Regions from separate parts of the Bos taurus genome. Here region 1 is linked to region 2. A link is a contact called in public Hi-C data. All regions are on one chromosome and are shown on one strand. The core of a region is the stretch at or near the end of the contact, and the rest is flanking DNA. Distances in the headings are between cores, read along the strand shown. Region 1 has its middle 3.6 kb from the start of ADRA2B. Region 2 overlaps LOC132346536 (a long non-coding RNA gene).

What was found. Hi-C and Micro-C count contacts between places; a contact is called where the count stands out from the background.
Region 1: a contact with region 2 is called in a Hi-C map of liver, with 2.5 times the contacts expected there. The contact joins two enhancer-like sites. A contact is called at or near these places in 3 of 11 Hi-C or Micro-C datasets (8-cell embryo, liver and skeletal muscle).

What each region holds. Positions count from the first base shown.
Region 1 is chr11:2,249,095-2,252,960 of ARS-UCD2.0, forward strand. No RefSeq gene overlaps it. Among named protein-coding and RNA genes, the nearest start is that of ADRA2B, 3.6 kb to the right of the region's middle. Within about 2 kb of position 2,462, at least 7 of the 102 cell types and tissues checked have an H3K27ac peak or open chromatin away from gene starts, as enhancers often do. A contact at or near this core is called in liver, where this site is marked.
Region 2 is chr11:2,141,166-2,144,658 of ARS-UCD2.0, forward strand. All of the region lies in intron 1 of LOC132346536 (a long non-coding RNA gene), which reads right to left. Among named protein-coding and RNA genes, the nearest start is that of FAHD2A, 11 kb to the right of the region's middle. Within about 2 kb of position 1,721, at least 9 of the 102 cell types and tissues checked have an H3K27ac peak or open chromatin away from gene starts, as enhancers often do. A contact at or near this core is called in liver, where this site is marked.

The DNA of each region.
Region 1 (3,866 bases), core at 1,212-3,711, 110 kb after region 2:
ATCCAGCTCCAGCTGCACAAGCCTAGCACAGGACCTGTCAGACAGAGGACTGTCAGCAGACGTGTCCTGGATGTGGACCTTTTATTCCTTGTGTCTGGATGCAATCCCTTCAGTACGAAGCTGTGGTGTGGTGGGCTCAGAGTCAGACTGCCTGGGTCCAATGCCTGGCTCTCCCGCTGTGTGACTATGGTGCTGGGGGATGAGGGTGAAGGCTCCAACCCAGTCATCTCTCTCTCTCTGGGCTTCCATCTCTTCTTTAACAAAATCCAGGGATTGCACTGAACTGTCAGGAACAGAAAAGCTGTGACACACACTATCACTCACCCATTCCCTGGCAGCGACAGACATGAGCAGTGGATCACAGCACCACCACTAACTGAATCGAGCCAGATGCAGCCTCAGCATCCCCTGACCCCCAGCAGCAGCTGGGTGACCTTGAGTCCCAGTTTCCTCTCCTGTAAAATGGCCACACCCAGCTACATTATGAGGATTAAACAAGATAATATATCCAAATTGGACTGCCAGCAGTCGGGCTCTAGCAGGGGTCTTTTTCTGCTATTGTTTCCAGAGACTAGGCCAGGAGATCTTCTTCCAGAACAGCAAGGAACAGTGTGGTCCAGCAGAAAGAGCTTGGGCCTGGATGACCTCAGGCAAGCCATCTTAGCTTTCTAAGACTCAGTTTCCCCAGAATAAGATGGGCTGATACTTACCTTATAGAATGAGCATAAGGATGAAACGAGTTAATCAGACAAAGACACCACAGAAGCCGTGAGCTCAGTAAATGGGAAGAGGAGAGCTACCTTGTGGCACTCGTGGTGAAGAGCCCGCCTTCCAATCCAGGAGACATAACAGATGCAACTTTGATCCCTGGGTTGGGAAGATCCCCTGGAGGAGGGACTGGCAACCCACTTCAGTATTCTGGCCTGGAGAATTCCGTGGACAGAGGAGCCTAGTGGGCTACAGTCCATAGGGTCACACAGAGTCAGACATAATTAAAGCAACTTAGCATGTGCAAACATGAGCTACCTTGATCTGCCGTCATCTGGCTGAGGCTTTTAGGGGTGAGTATACAGGCTGGTGTGAGGTGATGGGAGTTCCTCAAGGCAGGGTGTGGCTTCCTCGTAAACTCTCCCTTGAAGCCCCATTTCCCAAGCCCACCAGTGATGATGAACGCATTAGTCTTGGGTGGTTGCCCCTCCTCCGCCGGCAGAAGCCATGGTCCCACTGAAGTATGAAAGCTTGGTTGTGGTGGGCGTGGCCTCCCCCCAGCAGATCCGGGTCCTTCCCTCCCAGGCCTCATCCTTCCCTGGGTCTGCCACTGGTATCAGTCCTACCCCTGCCCTCTGCCAACTGCTACTATTAATACAACCAGCCTGCTTCCTGGCCTCCCCTGCCAACAGAACCTGGCCCACCTAGTTCGGGCCCCAGAAACTGCCTTCTCTGAGGCGACAGGAAGCCTGCTGGACTCAGCTCCTGACCCAACTCATGGGGTAACTTGGGGCCTCAGATGCTTCACCTGGAAAGTGGGGAGACTGACAGGAACCACCTGCAGGCCTTCCAGTTCTGAATCCTCATGCCAGACAGCCTGACATAAAACAGATCCATCCCAATCTCCTGCCCCTCACTGAAGTCATTGATATTGTTCAGTCTCTAAGTCGTGTCCAACTCTTTGTGACCCCATGGACTGTAGCACGCCAGGCTTCCCTGTCTTTCACTGTGCCCCAGTTTCCTTAAATTCATGTCCATTGAGTCGGTGATGCCATCCAATCTCATCCTCTGCCACCCTCTTCTCCTTTTGCCTTCAGTCTTTCCTTAGGCATAGGGTGAAGGCAGCAGCTTCAAACCTTCCTTTGAGTGACCTTCTTTCCCTCCCTCCCTCCCCGTGTTCCTCCCATTCTGTGTGGGTGGTGTCAGCCCCCATGTGCTGGTCTCCTGCCCAAAACACCCTCCTGTCTTCCTTCTTGGTGTACTCCTGCTCTTCACCCAAGGCCCTGCCCAAAGGTCACCTCCTCTGAAAGCCTTCCCTCCCTTCCTTCCCAGGCAGCCAGTCTCAAACTCCCCTGGTGACTCTCACCCCCACTGACTTGTAATGATGAATGAGGGAAGCTGAGTGGACAAACTCAGGCAGGTGGGTGGGGACCAGCCAGCCACACCCAGAGGTGGAAAAGGCAACTGGCCCTGGGAGGGCCCCTGTGCCAGAATCTGCTACACAGGTAGCTGAGAAATAACTACTATCGGTCGTCTTTGGGCAATGAGGACACAGCTTGCTTATTACAAAATATCCTTTATTGATAAAATAGCTCAGACTTTAAAAAAAATAAAACCTGCATATCACAAGGGGACACCAGCAACAACAGCAGTGGTCCCGCGAGGGGCACACGTGAGCCTAGTCAGCAGATGACACAAGTCAGCCCCTCCCAGGCCCAGCCTCCCTGGCCCTGCCCCCAGGCCAGGCCCAGCCTCCCGCTGAGACCAGGGAATGAGCTGGATGGCCTCCTGCCCCAGGAGCGACTCTGGTCCCCTCCGTTCTCTCCACCCCAGAAAATTCCCCCAACATCCCTCCAGATCCAGCCAGGCCCATCAGTGCCTGTGCTGCTCAGCCCAGCCCCCAAGATAAGATGCTCACTGGCTTAATGGTGAGCCACGCATACCCATGGGGAAGGCTGGGAAACATCTTCCCAGTGCTCCCAGTTGTTCCAGGAGGGATGGGAGAGGAGACCAAGAGGGAGAGGCCCCTGGAGCCCCCGCAGTGGGGTGGAGCAACACGGCTGGGTCTGAGATGGGCAGACGGTACCCACCAGGGGCAGGGTCAGCTATGCATCACAGGGGCCCACGTGGGGCTTGGAGCCCAGCCTGGGGACTCCAGTGGGAGCCCCCTAGGAGTCCACGGGCCCCTACCCACCTGTTCCAGCCCCAGCACTCCGTCACACACTCTCATCTCACCCCATTCCCTTGCAGTGGGTATCTTTAGAGATCTCGGGGAAACATTCACCGGCTTGATGACAGAAGATTTCTCCCCCGTTGTGGGGGAGGGGGGTCCAATCCAATGAAAACCCTCTTGGTGTTGCAGGTGAAATGTTGGGAAGTTGTCATGCAGCATAATAACTCAAATCTTTGCAGGCATAAGAACACATTCTCAAAGAAATCCTCGAACTGAAACTGTGGTTCTGTCTGCCACTCCCCACTTCCAGTTTGGGGTAGGAATTCACACCCCAGGCACAGAACAAAAGTCTACAGGAAGACAGGCAGTGGTAAACACAGAAAAGGGGGATTTTTGTATCACTGAATAATCACATTTTCTGGTTCTCTAATGCGTTACCCCCATGGAGCTCAACGCTTTCAGCCATGCCTTTCGTCTCCCGGCGGCAAGTAGGCGGCAAGCTATTGTCACCCCAGTTTTTGCAGGGGGTGAACGCTAGTGATCAGGGCCCTCCCGTCGAGGAGGAGGCCAGGCCTCCAGACCACCCCACCGAGGCATCCACACACCCACCTGCCTTCCAGAGGGGCGCCGAGTGAGGAAAACGATCCGAGACTCTGGTCTTTAAAGGAGTTACAAACCCAAAAGCAGGACGAAGGTGAAGAAGGGCCCAAAGACAGTGTCAGCCCGTACACCCCCACCCAGGGCCTCATCGGGACCTGCGCACCCAACGTGGGTGCCTGTCGTCATTTCTGCTGCTTCCTCCGCAGCAGGCCCTCCCGGAAAAAGTGGAAGGCTGGCTTCCTGCTGTTTTCCAGGGGAAGAAGAGAAAGAAAGAAAACACCGCAAGTGGTCAACCAGAAGACACGGGATTCTCAGGGGAGGGAAGCCCACCAGTGGTTGGCAGGGGTCTGTGGTTCTGGGAAGGGAGTCCAGAACATTCAGCTAC
Region 2 (3,493 bases), core at 471-2,970:
TTTTTTTTTTTTTTTTGGCTGCCCGGCATGAAGGATCTTAGTTCTCCAACAGGGATCAAACCCATGCCTCCTGCAATGGAAATTCAGGGTCTTAACCACTGGGCCAGCCAAGGAAGTCCCAAGGCTTTTGAAAATCCTGAAAAGAAGCTTGAAGAGCGCACTCAGTCCCTTCCCAGGGGAAGTCTAGAAGGCTGAGCAGGAGACAGCACTGCAGGAGAAATACTGGGCTGTCTAAGACCCCAAGTGTCTGTTCGGGTGGGATTCCTGTCCACCAGGCAGGGACGTCCCTGTGACCTTCTTCCCTGCTCCTTCCAAGTTCCAAGTTCCCAGGTCCACACAAAAGGAGGCATTATCCTCCCTCTAGTCAATGCTATCCACACACCGGGTGTGGGCCGTGTTGTGAGGAGACCACAGTGGACAAGCCACAGGCTCTGCCTTCAGGAAACTCGAGTCTGTGGGGTCACCAAAGGCAGAAACGCCCAAGGCAGTGATTCGGGCCATGAGGGAAGCTGTAGGCTGGGAACCAAGCTCGCCGCAGAGGACTGCAGGGCGCTGGGGCTTCCCATAGACCTGTGAATAAAACAAGAGGAAACAGATTCCAGGCGAGAAGTTGAGGAGCCTGCCACAGAGTAATGGGGCATCCCTGATGGCTCAGCAGTAAGAAAAAACACCTGCAGTGCAGGAGCCACAGGAGACACAGGTTCAATCCCTGGGTCGGGAAGATCCCTGGAGGAGGAAATGGCAACCCACTCCAGTATTCCTGCCTGGAGAATCCCATGGACAGAGGAGCCTGGTGGGGTTGCAAAGAGTTGGACATGACTGAGCAACTGAGCATGCACTCATCAGTGCGGTATTCGGGCCACCTGCTCACAGTGCTTGGAAACCTTTATTCCTTCGTCTGTCCATCTTCCCTCATGAACACAGTCCAGACCAGAGCCATGCCACTGAGTCAGGAGGACTCTGAGACTTCATATAGGCCCTCCCTGAGCCAGGTTTTGTCATCCTAACATGGTCCCTGTTCTTTTCACTGCCCCCATCAAATTTCCACCTTAGGCAAGCCCCCAAGGCCATGGACACAGCTGCCAGCCCTCCGGCCGACTCACAGGGGGGCCCTGGCCCTTTGGGTGAGGGGAGCGGCAGGCCCAGCCAGCTCTGATGTCACGTGGTCAGCTCAGAGCACAGGACTTTGTCAGAAGCCGCTGGGTACACAGAGAAAGTACAGGCTCGAGCTGCCTGCAGGATGCGCTTTTCGGGGTTCAGAAACTGGAGAGGAGAGTGGGGTATAGGTGGGGCCCGATGCATCAGGAGTGGTGCTTGTGGCCAGAATGGAAGTCATCCTGGCCAAGATGAGGGGGCCTGGGAGAAACCGCTTAGCTTGTGGCCAGAGCTTAGCCCATGCTTCTTGAGTGGCTCAGTGGGTAAAAAATCTGCCTGCAGTGCAGGAGACAAGGGTATGATCCCTGGGTCCGGAAGATCCCTGGAGAAGGGAATGGCTACCCACTCCAGTATTCTTGCCTGGGAAATCCCATGGACAGAGGAGCCTCGCGGGCTATAGTCCACATCGGGTCACAAGAGCCGGACATGACTTAGTGGTAAACCAGAGCTGAGAGGTCCCAGAGGAGGGACAGTGTAAGGGGAGTGGGCCGGGCAGGAAGGCCCAGTGTGGCCCTAGAAGATATTCAGGGCCTCTCAAGCACAGCCCTCTCTTGGGTGGTGATGACACCAGTCAGGGCTCCATCCAACCTAAAACTGTCCCCTTGACAGCTGCCCTGACTAGGAAGGGCTGCCCGTCTTAGAACTGGGCTCCTTGCCAACTGCTATGTGCCTTTTTTTTTTTTTTTTCTGGCCTAGCCGTGTGGCATGCAGGATCTTAATTCCCTGACCAGAGATGGAACCCATGTCCCCAGCATTGGAAGCATGACGTCTTGGCCACTGGACCACCCGGGAAGTCTCACTCTTTATTCTGTCTGTTCCTCCAGCAGGAAAGCCCAGCTTCCCTCTGACTCACCTGCCACTGCCCTACCTGCCTTTGCTCTTACACCTCGTCCTGGGCACAGGGTTCACCTCTCTTGAACCCCTGTGGATGCATGATCTTTGTCTGCCCATCCATCCCTCCCCGACATGACCCCTCTGTTCCCCTGGCAAGAAAAGGCCTTTGGGAACTTCCCTCCTGCTGACGTGGGTGTCTGGGGGCAATGAAGACCAGCCGATTGGACATCAGTCTTCAGCCTCCGCAGACACGCCCTCTTCTCCTGGCCACGCCCCTCAGTCTTGCCTGGGGACCCCTCCGCTCTCTATCTGTACAGTCTTGGAGTTCACCTGACCTCCAAGGCCAGCCCAAGCCAGCTGGTGCATTAGCTACCCCCACAACTCTGGGGCAGGAGTGGGGGCACCCCTTCCCAGGGAAAGCTGACAAGGCCCCAGGGAGACCTCTGCTGCTGGGAATGCTTGGGAAAGACACTGTTCCCTCACCGAAGCCGGGAGGTGAGCCCTAGGGCTGTGGCGGCCATTTTGCCACTGTTAGGAGCTGCGGGAATGGAGGCGCGAGGAAGGGAGGGGTGAAGAGGAGAAGATTGCAGGGTTAGGGGGACGGGTCAGCCCTTGAGCTCAAAAGCAAACTGCACCTTAAGCAAGTGCCCCCCTCAGTCTCTAGACCCTTCACTCGTAAGAGCTCCAGCCTCCCCACAAAGCCAGTTAAAAAAAAAAAGTGGGCTGACAGGCACTTTCAGCTGAAAAGTTCTCCACTGCTACAGCCCCTCATGTCAGGCTCAGCTGCGGGTGGTGAAGGTGCTTCCAAAACTCCAGTGGGCCCTGGAGCCAACATGCCCAGCCCTGTCTCCCCCGCCAGGCTGCCGGCCACCTTGCAAGCGTTTAGGCCTGGAGCCCCGCCCAGCACTGGCACTGCGGGAGGCACAGGGGGGGGTGGGGATCAGCCAGTAAAACCGCTGCGCCCAGCGGCACAGGGAAGGAGGCCATGGCAGAGAGCCCGGGTGGGCGGGGTGGCAGGTCTCAGGCCCCGAGCCTGCAGGGTCAGGGGCCAGCTCTCCCGGCACCAGGGTCAAAGTCTCTTTGAAACACTTCAGCTGGCCGGCAGCCTAGGGCATCTCAGCCAGGCTGAGCCACACTTCCCTAACCCCAAGACAACTTCTCAAAAGATAATATTCCTTCCTGATCTTGCTGTTGTTTAGCTGCTAACTCATGTCCCCACTCTTTGTGACCCCATGGACTGCAGCGTACCAGGCTTCCATGTTCTTCACCATCTCCCAGATCTCGCTCAGACTCATGTCACTTGAGTCGGTGATGCCATCCCATCTCATCCTCCATTGCCCCCTTCTTTTCCTGCCCTCAATCTTTCCCAGCATCAGGGGCCCTTCCAATGAGTCAGTTATTCGCATCAGGCAGCCAAAGCATCAGTTTTTCCAATGAATATTCAGGACTGATTTCCTTTAGGATGGACTGGTTGGATCTCCTTGCAGTCCAAGGGCCTCTCAAG